Linked DNA regions of Zea mays: region 1 is linked to region 2. The links are chromatin contacts, called in public Hi-C maps. All regions are on one chromosome and are shown on one strand. Each heading gives the region's core, a stretch centred on a gene start, on an enhancer-like site or on the middle of the called end of the contact. The rest is flanking DNA. Distances are from core to core; before and after follow the strand shown.

The links. Hi-C and Micro-C count contacts between places; a contact is called where the count stands out from the background.
Region 1: a Hi-C map of ear shows a contact between it and region 2, with 1.5 times the contacts expected there. The contact joins two enhancer-like sites. A contact is called at or near these places in 2 of 25 Hi-C or Micro-C datasets (ear and tassel).

Annotation. Positions count from the first base shown.
Region 1 is chr4:89,726,158-89,733,389 of Zm-B73-REFERENCE-NAM-5.0, reverse strand. No RefSeq gene overlaps it. Among protein-coding and RNA genes, the nearest start is that of LOC100284063, 13 kb to the left of the region's middle. Within about 2 kb of position 5,614, at least 20 of the 20 cell types and tissues checked have an H3K27ac peak or open chromatin away from gene starts, as enhancers often do. A contact at or near this core is called in ear and tassel, where this site is marked.
Region 2 is chr4:89,553,902-89,560,638 of Zm-B73-REFERENCE-NAM-5.0, reverse strand. No RefSeq gene overlaps it. Among protein-coding and RNA genes, the nearest start is that of LOC100284063, 190 kb to the left of the region's middle. Within about 2 kb of position 4,513, at least 17 of the 20 cell types and tissues checked have an H3K27ac peak or open chromatin away from gene starts, as enhancers often do. A contact at or near this core is called in ear and tassel, where this site is marked.

The sequences.
Region 1 (7,232 bases), core at 4,365-6,864, 170 kb before region 2:
CCGTCCGCGTGATGACGCCGGACCGTCCGGGGTTACCAGAAATGTTCTTTTGATCAATTCGGCCGACAATGAGGCCGATGCAAATGATTGGAGGACACCTATACTTAATTATCTACGAAATCCCAATATAAGGACAGATAAGAACATTCGGCGAACAGCTTTCAAGTATGTTTTGATGAGTGATGAACTTTACCGCCGAACAGTCAATGATATCCTGCTTAAGTGCTTGGGCCCAGATGATGCTATATTAGCCATGGCCGAAGTACATGAAGGAATTTGTGGTACTCATCAATCAGCTCCAAAGATGAAGTGGTTGTTGCGAAGGTCTGGTTTTTATTGGCCTAGTATGATAGCTGATTGTTTCAAGTACTACAAGGGTTGCCAAGTGTGTCAAAAATTCGGCGACCTACAGTTGGTCCCTGCAGCCGAATTACATCCTATTATTAAGCCTTGGCCGTTCAGAGGATGGGGATTAGACTTTATTGGAGAAATTCATCCTTCATCATCAAAGGGGCATCGGTTTGTGTTAGTTGCCACTGACTACTTCACCAAATGGACTGAAGCCGTTGCTCTAAAGAACATGACACACAAGGAGGTAATCGAGTTTATAACTGAGCATATTATTCATAGATTCGGCATTCCCCAGACCTTAACTACAGATCAAGGTACTTCTTTTATGTCAAAGGAGGTACGTGAATTTGCTGAATTATACAAAATTAAGCTGCTTAATTCATCTCCATATTATGCTCAGGCCAATGGTCAGGCCGAGTCTAGCAATAGGACATTGATTAATTTGATAAAAAAGAAAATATCTGATAATCCTAAACATTGGCATAAGATTTTGTCTAAAGCTTTATGGGCTCATAGGATATCTAAACATAGGGCTACTAAAGTATCTCCTTTTGAGCTTGTCTATGGGCAGGAAGCAGTGTTGCCTGTGGAAATAAGTTTGAATGCTGTCAGGTTCGCCAGACAAAATGATCTAACTACTACTGATTATTATGATTCAATGATTGATAATATTGATGAGGTGACCGACAAGAGGATGATAGCTTTGGGAGCAATAGAAAAGGACAAGATCATGGTAGCCAGGGCCTACAACAAGAAGGTCAAGGCAAAATCATTTCAAGTAGGGGACCTAGTGTGGAAGACCATTCTGCCTCTAAGGAATAAAGACCGGAAGTTCGGGAAATGGTCACCAAGCTGGGAAGGTCCTTATAAAGTAAAACAGGTGATGTCTGGCAACGCCTATTTACTACAAACATTACAAGGCAAGGACTTGCCTAAGGCTTTGAATGGGCGTTTCCTCAAACAGTACCATCCTAGTATGTGGCAAGATGCCTAAGAGAACCGATGTAATCGCATCGAGTTAGTTGCTTTTGGTTTGCTCAGCTCCACCAAAAGGCAGGGGGGCATATGTTGAGTCCCAAATTGAGCGAGCGGACGGTCCGGCCCTAAGGCCGGACGGTCCGCGGTCCGGACAGTCCGCGCCTGTGGGCCGGACGGTCCGCGCATGCGCAGTTTAGGGTTCCGAGTTTTGTGCTATGTTTGTTGGCTAGATTTGCGGAATTAGCTCGGAATCCAGTCGTGTAAAGGGTCCAGCCCCCCTCCTCTATAAAAAGAGAGGTCTACAGCCGATTTGTAATCAACAATCGAATCAATACAACTTTTATTCGCATTTTATCCTAGGAGTAGTTCTAGTCTAGTTTAGGTTTAGCCTCACAATCCCCAAATTCTTCGTCTCTCTTCGGCTCTACGTCGATTAGAGAAGTCTAGGTCGGCCGGCCCGAGCCTAGACACCACCTAGGATCTCTCCTCCCCGGCGGGGTCCCTCCCGGGAGCGAGATCCAGGCGCCGCCGGCGACTTCCGCCGCCTCTGCGTACGCGCGGACCGTCCGGCTCCCAGGGCGCGGACCGTCCGGCCGTCAGGCAGAGAAGCCCTAGCCGCGCACCAGGCCGCGGACCGTCCGGCCCCAGGCCGCGGACAGTCCGCCCCTGCGCAGAGAGTACCACCGCGCCTCGCACCAGGCCGCGGACCGTCCGGCCCCGCGCGCGGACCGTCCGCCCCTGTGCAGAGAGCACCGCCGCCGGTTCTTCTTGAGTATTTAGCGCTCCGAAAAGGCGTCAACAGAGGGGAAGAATTCTTATTCATTTTGAATAGTAAGTAAAAAACCAGGGGATTCTTCTCGTGGATTCTTTTATAGATCATCTCGTGATTTCTGGTGGCCAACACCAAAGTGGAATTATACACTTTGAGAATATCGGAATGCTATTTGGAACACTGATCCCATCATGTATAGTGGGTAAAGCCGTATGGTAAGACAGGTGCGGGTGGCAGACGCGTGAGCCGTCCAAAAATTATGAGGCTGTCCTGCACAGAGGACAAAATGACAACGTCCATATTTCAAACTTCGTACTATTTCGCGCACATATTTTAGATCAATTCTATTGACGAGGACAGACTGCATAAATATTCACAGACAGACTAAATTTTTTTGTGGTTCTAGAAATGCTCAAATATCCTCTCCTACGAAGAAGACCGAAATTATTGCACTCAACTTTCAATATCCTCACTCGGTACTCGCTTCATCAAAATAAAATGTACATTTTGTTTAAATCGGTCCATTATAATTATTTTATGCGTGGTTATTCATTTAATCACATAGAATCTATTGGTTATCGCCTAGAAATAGGTTCAGACATCTTCCCCTATAAATATAAAGGATACGGTCGATTGAGAACCCCCGAACACATTCCAATCAAACATATGTACTTTATTTACCTTTTCTGCCCTATGAGTAGATGTAACGTAGCTTTAATCATAGCTTTCCGTATATCCACCTCCCCATCTATTCGACTCTACGTCCTGGGTGCAAGTCTACTTCATCTACTTCACTCAAGATCTCTTCCTCGACTTGATCTCCTAAGTCCTATGCGACTCTACATCTTCTAGGGATGCCCCGGGTGACCTACTGACCCGGAGCACCCTATGGTCTCTCCCACAGGGAGCGGGATCTAGGTCATACGAGGAGAAGGTATACGATCCTGCGGCATCGTAGACCGTCCAGCCCAGAGCGCGGACCGTCCGAGACAGCGCGCAGAGAAGACCGCTCCTATAGCAGGGTTGCGGACCGTCCAGCCCAGAGTCGCAAATAGTCTGCACCGCCGCAACGAGCACCGCCAGACGACCTGGCGACCCGTCACGGACTGTCGCCGTCCAACTCGCAGAACCGAACCCAAGATATTGCTCATCACGAGATGGGCCTAGGGTTTGTTGCTGTTTGATTCTAAATAGGTGGTGACCATCATAGAGGTGGTGCCTCACCTTCAGGATAACCATCTTAGGTACTTTAAGTAATCATCCCCTTTTTCCAACGTTTTCTTTCAAAACCGCATTCGAGATAGTGTTATTTGCCTTGCATCTTATTTACTATCTCGCTTCCCAAGGTCTCGACCGTCCGTAGGATAAACCTAGGGATCATCCCCTTGAGATCGTTAGTGTTTGGTCCAAACAGGCGCCAACAGTTTTGTTTCTCGAGTTACGAAATATTTTTAAGTTCATCCATATGTATATAGAAATTAATCATATCTGTAATGTATAATACTCCCCCATCCCAAAATATTAGTCGTTATAGCTCTTGATTTTTTTTTGTCTATGTTCAAATAGATGATAATATTAGTCGTTGTAACTCTTGATTTTTATGTCTATATTCAAATAGATGATATATATATATATGAAACACACATTAATTATTGTATGAATCCATTAAAAATGTAAAACAAATTTTAATTTGAGACGGAGGGAGTAAGTACCATTAGAGTAACATTGAAACAAACTTTATAATATATTTATTTGGAAATGTGGGTATTGAAATTATATTTTGTGTAATAAACAAACTTAATAGAGTTAGACTTAAAAAAACAAAATGCAACATAAACTTACTTTAAGACGAAGCGAGCATATGAGTGCAGAGTAGTGTGTGGTTACTATCGTGTGGATCTAGATTTTTATTTAAGAGTCGAAGATTTTCACCTCAATAGTTTTATTTTAGCAATTCTGTAACAATCGAAGAATTTGCATCATGATTCACTACAGATGCACCAAGTAACAAAATAAAGCCTAAATCCAAGGATTTAGTTAAAACAAGCCAATAAATACAATATAAATAGTTCAAAAGTCATATGGATAGTTCACATACAGCCATAAAAGAATACTAGCCAGTTGTCCATGCTTTGTTACGGTTATTATATATCATATAAATAGATATTAAGATATTTATTTAAATATAATTATTGTTTATTTTTAAACACTAAGTTACATGTGATTTGTTAATTAGCTCCAAAATTTTAGAGTAGTAGAGTGTGAGTTCGATTACTCGATTTGCACTATTTTTTGTGTTGCAGTAGCTGCGTAGGCGGGATCAGGTGTTGAGCACAGCTCGCTGGCCATGCAAACTGGTAGCACCATGCTTTCATATTAGACTCTAATATATTAGTATAGATTAGAGACATAAAATGCTATTTTTCTGAACGTTTTTTAAAACACTTTCGAAGGGACATGAATGTCTTGCTTATATCGTCTTCGTCAACTCTAAAGAAAATATCCATGTAAATGAAAATGACTAGACAATCGTCCAAAAAAACAGCTTCACATCGTATTTCTTTAATTTGGTTTTTGTTGAAACTATTATATAAAATATCCATTAGAAGTAGTAGCAGCGCCTTTTTTTTTCTAAAAAAAGATGCAATATCCAATCTAGCATCAAGGGCATAGCAGAGGGTGGTAGAATCATCGTCACACCACTACTATCGTGTCAGGTCATCGGGCGGTATGTTGTCTTTTGTCGTTTTTTTTTTCTCTCTTCCTCTGGCTCTAATTGAATAGATTGAATTAGAGAAAGGTGTAGACAAAAAACATGGTGGTGTAGGTATACATATAATACAATGTATAATTTTGTTCGTTTAGATTTAATCCGTACAGTCTTCTACACTATTTTATGTCTATGAATTGACTATGCAATTGAAACAGCTCTCTTTAATCTGAATAGTCCGTATATGTGCTATACTAGCTGGTATCTCCGAATATGCGAGGGCATACCCATGTGGCTCGGCCATTCATTAACGTAACTGCCTCCTCTACGTCTAGTAGCGTAGCTACCACCACGGCATTGAACTCATGCTTGAAATAAATAAAGTTGAAATCATCAGCCTTTTTGGTTCGGGGCATTGCATGTGGCGCGACGTTCCAATTCCAAGAATGCGCAGCGAATCTAGACGCTGTGGAGGCTGGAGGGCCAGCCAGGCAGGCTCTATTATTTTTTTTCTGAGCAAGAGTTGAATATTCTTTGTTTGAGGTCCTAGGTTCTCGTGGACTTTGGAGCGTCGTCCCTTCTATGCATCGCCATGACGCCATGAGGCAGCGACGTCCTGCGTCCCCGGCGTTCAGCTTCGAACGCCTGGGCACGACCACTTGTCTGGCCGGCAAGGCGGTTTGCGAGAGGCAGAAACAATGGACCCAACCCCTCTCTGCCGGTCTGTCTGTACATGTGTTACTACAGTACTCATGTAGGCTGTAGCAGAAGAAGACTCGTCGAGACTTGTATTTGCATCCCGGCCCCAACAAACGTGCACGCGAAGTGTGTCGGCGTCACCCCCCGCTGGACTTCCACACCGCGTGGGCGGGCGTAGTCAGGCGCCGCCGCGGCGGCTACGAAACTTCCGCCCGGCCGGCGTGCACGGCATGGCAGCAGCGACGTTCCTTTCGGTGGGGAGCCCGACCCGCGCGCGCGACGGAGGAGCCAAGAAACACGAGAGGAACTTGGGTTCTCTCTCTGTTCCAGAAGGCGACCCCAAGTCTTGGGAGAAGATGCAGATCTGAGCGTTTTCTTGGCGTTGAAAAAAAAACGCGTGGTTCCGGATTGCTACGGTGTCTTGCTTCTTGCCGCATGTCCTGGAGGTGGAGGTGACACGGGAAGCTGCCTGCCTTGTACTACTACCGGCGTCTGAGGCCGCCGCAGCTAGCACAGCCGTACAGGCATGGCAAACGGAACGGGGGCTGGGCTGGGCTGGCACTGGCAGTCCTCTGGCCGCTGAGGCAAGATGCATCGCAAATTCCTAAGGAGGATGTCTTGTTTGCGTCACAAACTGGGAATAATAAAAAGGCCTCAATAAAGCTTATGTTTTTTATTTTCTATATTTTATCGTGATTTCTTTCCTCATATTGTATAAAGTGTACAGGACCATCAAGGCTCACGACAAAAAAAAAGAAGAGGGCAACAACAACACCTATCACATTCACATCTCGAGTAGAGGACTAGAGGTCCTGGCGTCCTGCATGTTGGCGCGTGTGAGCTTGCGTTTCTGACGTGACTGCTTCTGCCTTTTGCTAAATTACGGACTTGTGACCCCCAAACAGCCCAGCACAGCTGGACCATCCGGCCGGCCAATGGTAGGTACCGCACGTCCGCACGATGGCCTGCACTGCATCCGGCCGGCCAATGGCGCAACCTGCCCGGCCGTCCTCGCCCCGGTCCCGCTGCCGTAAATCGCAGCCCCACACGCGGCCAAGCACGGCACTTGCAGTTAATCGCAGACGGAGACGGAGACACAACTTTCATCAACAGCGAGAGAGAGAGAGAGAGAGAGAGAGCGGACGCCGGGGCCAGCTAGCATCGCCGGCGAGGTCGTATTCCAAATTCAATGACTACGAGTACGAGCCGTCGACGGCGGATGTCCGTGCCGTCCGGTGGACCGCCCTGCCCTGCATGCGTCGTGTCCGTGTTCCAGGTGAGGCACGCGAACGCACACATGATCGCTGATGGGGACGGCGTGGCCGCGCTTCTAAGGCTGTCCGCAGCCATGTCCTGCAAACCGTGCGCTACAAGTATCCAGTTCGTTGTGCAGTTCGTTATGCAGTAAAAAAATACCGCAGCCATGCACCTCACGCCATACGCTAAAGTTAGAGTAGGTGAGATAAACCTCATTTGTGGAGTCCACTCCATGCACCTCACCGTAGTCCTGTGGGGTGGAGTGGGCCGAGCACAGTGGCAGCATGGAGCTGTGAATAGTGTGGGAAAAATATAATATAATATATGGTAATTGGTATAAAGTAGATATATAGAGTAATTGTGACCGCGGAGAATTGTTGAATAGAGTAGAGAATCTTGCTGACCAGGATAAAATATTCCTTTTAGAGTAGAAATTTAGGGTTCCATAAGTGCGGATAGCCTAAC
Region 2 (6,737 bases), core at 3,264-5,763:
TGATTGAGAAGAGAAAGCTCACTCGATCCGTGGGATCGTTTGAGAGAGGGAAGGGTTGAAAGAGACCCGGCCTTTGTGGCCTCCTCAACGGGGAGTAGGTTTGCAAGAACCGAACCTCGGTAAAACAAATCCGCGTGTCACACTCTTCATTTGCTTGCGATTTGTTTTCCACCCTCTCTCGCGGACTCGTTTCTTTATTACTAATGCTAACTCGGCTTGTAGTTGTGTTTATATTTGTAAATTTCAGTTTCGCCCTATTCACCCCCCCTCTAGGCGACTATCATACGCCTAGCGCTTTGCAACTTGGTGGGCCCCGTTCGTCATTGACTATCGCTATTCTAGCAAAGGGAAGGTGTTTTTTCGGACCTTCGGCTTAAGGCCTTCGTTCACGTCGCAGTCTGAATTTGTTGTTATAACAAATTAATAATGCGAGGGGCTACTGTTGGGGGCCTTCATCTTCCAAAGGTCCTCAAAAACACAACTGACATGTTTTCCAAGTATAATACATTCACAGGGACCTTCGGCCTCGGAATAAAGTTGTACACGATATGAAAAGCATGGTCTGGGAGAAGGATGAACCAGTTCCGAAGCTACGCGTGGAGAAGCTTCGGCTTAGCGGTGGAAAATGAAACCGACTTAAAGAGGAAAAGGCTATCTAGTCCTCGATAGATTGACCTTAAGTCAATAGTAAATATCAAGGGCATGGATGTAATTTTACATAGGCTGCGTCCTGTGCCTATAAATAGATGAACAGTAACACTGTACTGTTCACGCTAACTTGTACTAACTCACACGTCACTCTTGAGCTCATACCTTCTATCAAGCCGAAGGTACAAATGTAATTTACTGTCATTCATGTTTGTCCGTAATAAGATAATAAGAATATATATATAATCTGTTGATTCAATATGATTGTTTATGTCATTTTCCATGTTCCATATGCTTCTACCTTTATTATCACATACTGAGATGATGAAGGTATGTACTTCATAACCTTCGTCTGGAGATCATTATATCCTAAGGGAGATAATGCTTTGAAGGACGAAGGTCTTTAATCACTAACATTTTGTGTTGCCTTTTTCTTAACTCATAGCATTTGAGAATATGTCCCAACAGCGTAGATTATTATTATGCAGTTTATTCTTATGTTTGATGTGATGTTAATTTTGCCTATGCCATGTTTGTCTGTATTGCTACGTTTATAGTGAGGACACGTGTCATCTGAAGAGCAAGTTGGTACCTGGAATCTCAAGTCCCAGGCAAGTTGTGCCCTTGATCACTTCTTTTTACCCAATCATGTTCTTATTAATCATAATGATCTGCATAGGTTAATTTTGATGGGACCCAATAGGTTACCCTAGTTTGACTATCTTTATACCTTGTTTACCACTGAATTCTTGGTTAGTACCTGCTATTGCCATATGTAGTTTTGGGTATAGAGATACACATTATTCATGATTATACTTTTATTATCAGTTGTTATTTACTTTTCATGTTAAGATCATTATGTTAATTGGAACATGGAGCGACCACCCTGGAAAACAGTGCTACCACAAGGGTGGTATGGGACACCCTTGGCTGACAAATTAGGAATGCTAGTGGAGGACTACCTTACCCGAAAGGGGCAAGGGCAGTAGGGGAGTGGTCAGTGTAGGGAGGTCCTTGGGTTGATTTTGCTACGATGGCGGTCAGGCGAGGATCCCTGCATTGGAGCTTCCTATAAACTGTAGCGGGTTTCCTGAAGCTAGTGGAACTTTGTAAAGGCCTCGTAGTGGTACCCTGCCTCGCTTCCTTGGTAGAGGTGTATGGGGTCCGATCAACCCCGTGGCAAATGGGTAACACGACTTGTGGGTAAAGATGCGCAACCTCTACAGTGTGTAAAACTGGTATATCAGTCGTGCTCACGGTCATGAGCAGCTCAGACCCTCACATGATTAATTTATGAAACTAAATTCAATTTGTCATATGCATTGCATTGCTGTTGTTGTTATCACTTTTGTTCTACTACTTAATTGCGTTGGTATCTACTTATACTTAGTAATTGCTAATAAAATTTTGACCAACTTTAAAAGCAATGCTCAGCTTCAACCATCCTCTTTGGTAAGCCTTACACTTCACATGAGCTCCCACCTTTGGCAAGTTCATGCTCATTATTCCCCACAACTTGTTGAGCGATGAACGTATGTGAGCTCACTCTTGCTATCTCACATCCCCCCACAGGTCAAGAATAGGTACCGCAGGATGAGGCGCATGGAGGATGCTGTGACGAGTTCGTGAGAAGTCTAGGTCATCGTCCCCCAGTCAACTATGGTGTTGCTGGATCGTTGTCTCCTTTCGATGTAATTATTTATTTATTTTGTACAGAACTCCTATTATATAGTAAAGATGTGACATTTGTTTCTGTACCATGATTCATCATATGTGTGAGACTTGGTCCCAGCACACTTGGTGATTATTTCGCGCCCGGGTTTTGGACCATATCCATCTCAAAAGTAAATAGACAAACTAGATTATCCCTCATTAAAGTATCTAGCCCAACCATATCCATCTCATCTTAAATGATTCTATCCTACAATCATAGATCTATCTCATCTCAAAAGATCCTAACTTATCCAAATTAAAATATGTCTAGCCTAATAAATCCATCTTATCTTGAAAGACTCTGTCTTATCTTAATGAATTCATCTTATCTTGAAGGAATCATCTTATCCGAACCACTTTACTTATCTCATTCTAAATTAACAACCAGGATCTAATCCAAAATTATGAGATCTTATCCAGTCTAATCTAGTCACACAAATATAACTTAGATCTAGTCTAATGTTATAGATTAATCTAACCTAACGAAGGATAAAGTGAGCTAATTTAATGTAAGTTGTTTAACAAGAAGGATAATACTAATGAAATAAATGAGACTCTACTCCTATAAATAGGTGTTAACCTAAATTGGTGCTCTATACTAACTTGACCATATGCAACTACCTTAACCATTTGATGGTTGCCTAACCCCTCTGTTTTAACCTAATAGAGATTCTAACCTACCTATACCATATAATCCATCCTATCTCAAAAGATTATAACATACCCCAATAATATTTATTCTACCCTGGTAGATCTATCTAACCTAAACCGATTCCATATACCAGCTCAGCCATATACAAGTACTTGACTTATGCGTTGGGATGCAAAATCTGTATAGACCGACATAAAATTTTAAGCACCCAAGATTTTCAACTATCATAATTTATCCTGCCCTCATCTACCTACTTGTCCCTAAATAAATTAATTAGATCTTAACTAGTTTAATCTAGCCATACCAACCTAATCTAGATTCTATCCAATCTATTATGATTCAATCTAGAGTGAATTACTTAATGATGGTACAAAAGATAAGGCCATACTCCTAATTTACTTAAGCCTAAATTGGTGAGTTATATCAACTTGGCCTATATAACAAGTTATATAACTTACCCAACCAATAGAGTCATGATGGATTGCATAATCTGTCTATCCCCACCTAACATCAAACAAACTTTTGACCTACATCATGTAGTCTATCTCATCCATATCTATATTAACCATATTCCTCAACCCCGATGATATACACTAACCTCAAATCAATGAGACCAAGACCGGAGAAGAAAAGATCAACCTCGACAAGGAAGGAGATGAGTCAAATCCAACCTCAAGAGGAATCACGATCCACAGTTCAGGATGAAGTCTTTTTCTTATTATACTCTTTCCTGCCACAACCTATACTTACCAAAGTTGTACCTCATCTGACCTAATAAGATGGCTAGACATACTATACCCATATTTTCCTAATCATCTTCTAACTAGTATTTAAAAGCTTGGAGCAAAAACAACTTTTGGTTCCTAAACCATATGGGAAACTAAAAGCTAATTTACATACCAATCTCTCTATATCCCTTTTCTAACTAATCTCGAGGATGAGATTATTTTTAAGGGGGTAGGATTTGTAACACCTCAAAATTGTGTTGGTGGCATTCGTAAAAAAATTCTTCAAAGAGTTTGAATTTGGAATACCTTCTAACAAGGTTTTCTTTTGTGAAAGCTACATTTCCTGGAATAAACATCGATTGAATGATTTCTATTCAAGTATTTGTTGGATTATATATATTTAGGTTAAAACGTCTCTTAAAAAATGCTAGACCCTAGAAGACATTTTCTTAAACCACTATTGTGTGTGCATGAATGGGTTATGTGAAAGCATTTCTTAATAGGATTAATAGATAAATAAATAGATGAATAAAATGTTGATGCATCTCATGCTGGAATTTTCCCCTCTGCATTTAATTTTAAAATTTGAACTTGGACTTGAATTTGAGTTTGTAAATGCAAAAGAAAATAGGAAAAGAAATAAATAAAAAAAGAAAGAAAAGAAACCCCCTCCCCGTATTGGGCCAAATGCGCTGGCAGCCCAACGCAGTCTGCAGCGACTGTGCCCTACGTACGTGTCTGTCCCTGACGTGCGGGACCCGTGCCCCAGCCGCTCGGCCTCGCGCGTTCCTTTGACATATGGGCCCAGCTCGTCATCCCTCTCCTCCATTCGCGGCCGCCAAAGACCTCCGCGGAATCCGGAATATCGTTGCAACAACCTGAAGCCAGGCTTCGCTGGGGGGCCTATAAAACCAAGTCGCCGGTACCTCTCCTTCCAACCTGTCCTCGTTGACCGCCGCGCCATAGGAGGGAGATAGAAATCAAACATGCGTCGGGGGTCCGCCGACGCCGCCGTAGGCATTACAAGCCTACGCACCCAGCCGTTGGGCTTCGGGCGGGCGATGAAGGACGTTCGCCCCCCGGTACTCTTACCCATGGAGTCAGGATCATGGGTGAGCTTGCTTGGGTGGCAATCCATGGTTGGAATCCTTCGTGAAGCCGCGCCGTGACGTGGGCGGGGCACATCACCGCCCGTTCGTCGGTGTGAAGTAGGCCCGGATGTTCGCCCGAGCACATTGAGCACATGAATGTGGCAGCTGGGTGCGGGGATTGATTGGTGATGGAGAAATTGCTCGCCGGACTTCAATGGCGCCACCGCACACAGCGGGCCGGGTTGCCTATTGCATGAACCTCGGAAAGAATCACCCTATTAGGCTTAACGAAGTTCCCCACCCCTTTCGCACCTGATAGCGCTTGATTCGATGCTCTGGGGGCCGTTGTGACGCCTTGCCGACGGCGCTCCGCCGCGAAGAAGACTAGCGCCGCCTCGTGTACGTCGGTAGGAGGGAGGCTGTGAGGTGGAAGAAGTGTGATCGTTGATGTGGGGATTAACGGGCGAGATCTCGGAAAGAATCACCCTATTAGGCTTAACGAAGTTCCCCACCCCTTTCGCACCTGATAGCGCTTGATTCGATGCTCTGGGGGCCGTTGTGACGCCTTGCCGACGGCGCTCCGCCGCGAAGAAGACTAGCGCCGCCTCGTGTACGTCGGTAGGAGGGAGGCTGTGAGGTGGAAGAAGTGTGATCGTTGATGTGGGGATTAACGGGCGAGATCTGATCCTGTACCGTTTCTTTTGGAGCAAAATCCGTTAGATCGGGGGTTGATGGGTAGGATTAGATCCAGGTTAATAAAATCGTAGTCACTGAATCTGGATCGTGCGGCTCCATTTGGATCATAGGTGGACGACTTTCGTCCCGAAATCAACAATCTTAAGGTCGTACCGGTTCATTAAGTGATTTGATCTAATGGTGTCCACCGGATTGTGATCAGGCGGTCGAAAATAGAAGATACCCCTTCACCGTGTAATGTTTGTAAAAGAACCCCTAAGTTTTTGGGTAAACATACCCACCGTCCCTCGGCTGAAAGGAACTCTTACACCTAGGTCCCCATAATTTGCAAAACAACCCCTGGCCTTTATAAAGTCATTCTGAAAGTTGATTTTACTATAGAAATAATTCCAATAGCTTAGATAAATCATAAGTTGTCCGTCTTAGCTCCGATTAGACCTGTTCCAGTCGCGTTAGCTTCATAAAAATATTCCCTACGCAGTAACAGCATAAATTATATCATGTCGCATATTTTTTAGTCAGATATTTATTTATCTTATGTCTACTAGATTAGCTCTTCTAAATCAAAACCAACCTGACCATAATTATAATTTGGTTAAAACATGATCTCTAGTTAAGTATAATTAAAGTTGAGTTATATATTTATAGAATATTCTCTCATATGGTGTACCCTAATGAATTTATAATATAGTTTAATATTTAAATCATGTAGATCTTCCATAAATTCCAATTCTTTAACCGTAACTCTGATTTTAGTGGTTCGCGAACCCACGGTCTCGTAACATTGCGTAGATTATTATTACGCAGTTTATTCTTATGTTTGATGTGATGTTAATTTTGCCTATACCATGTTTGTCTGTATTGTTACGTTTAGTAGTGAGGACACGTGTCATGTGAAGAGCAAGTTGGTACCTGGAATATCAAGTCCTAGGCAAGTTGTGCCCTTGATCACTTCTTTTTACCCAATCATGTTCTTATTAATCATAATGATCTGCACATGTTAATTTTGATGGGACCCAATAGGTTACCCTAGTTTGACTATCTTTATACCTTGTTTACCACTGGATTCTTAGGTAGTACCTGTTATTGCTATATGTGGTTTTGGGTATATAGATACACATTATTCATGATTATACTTTTATTATCAATTGTTATTTTACTGTCATGTTAAGATCATTATGTTAATTGGAACATGGAGCAACAACCCGG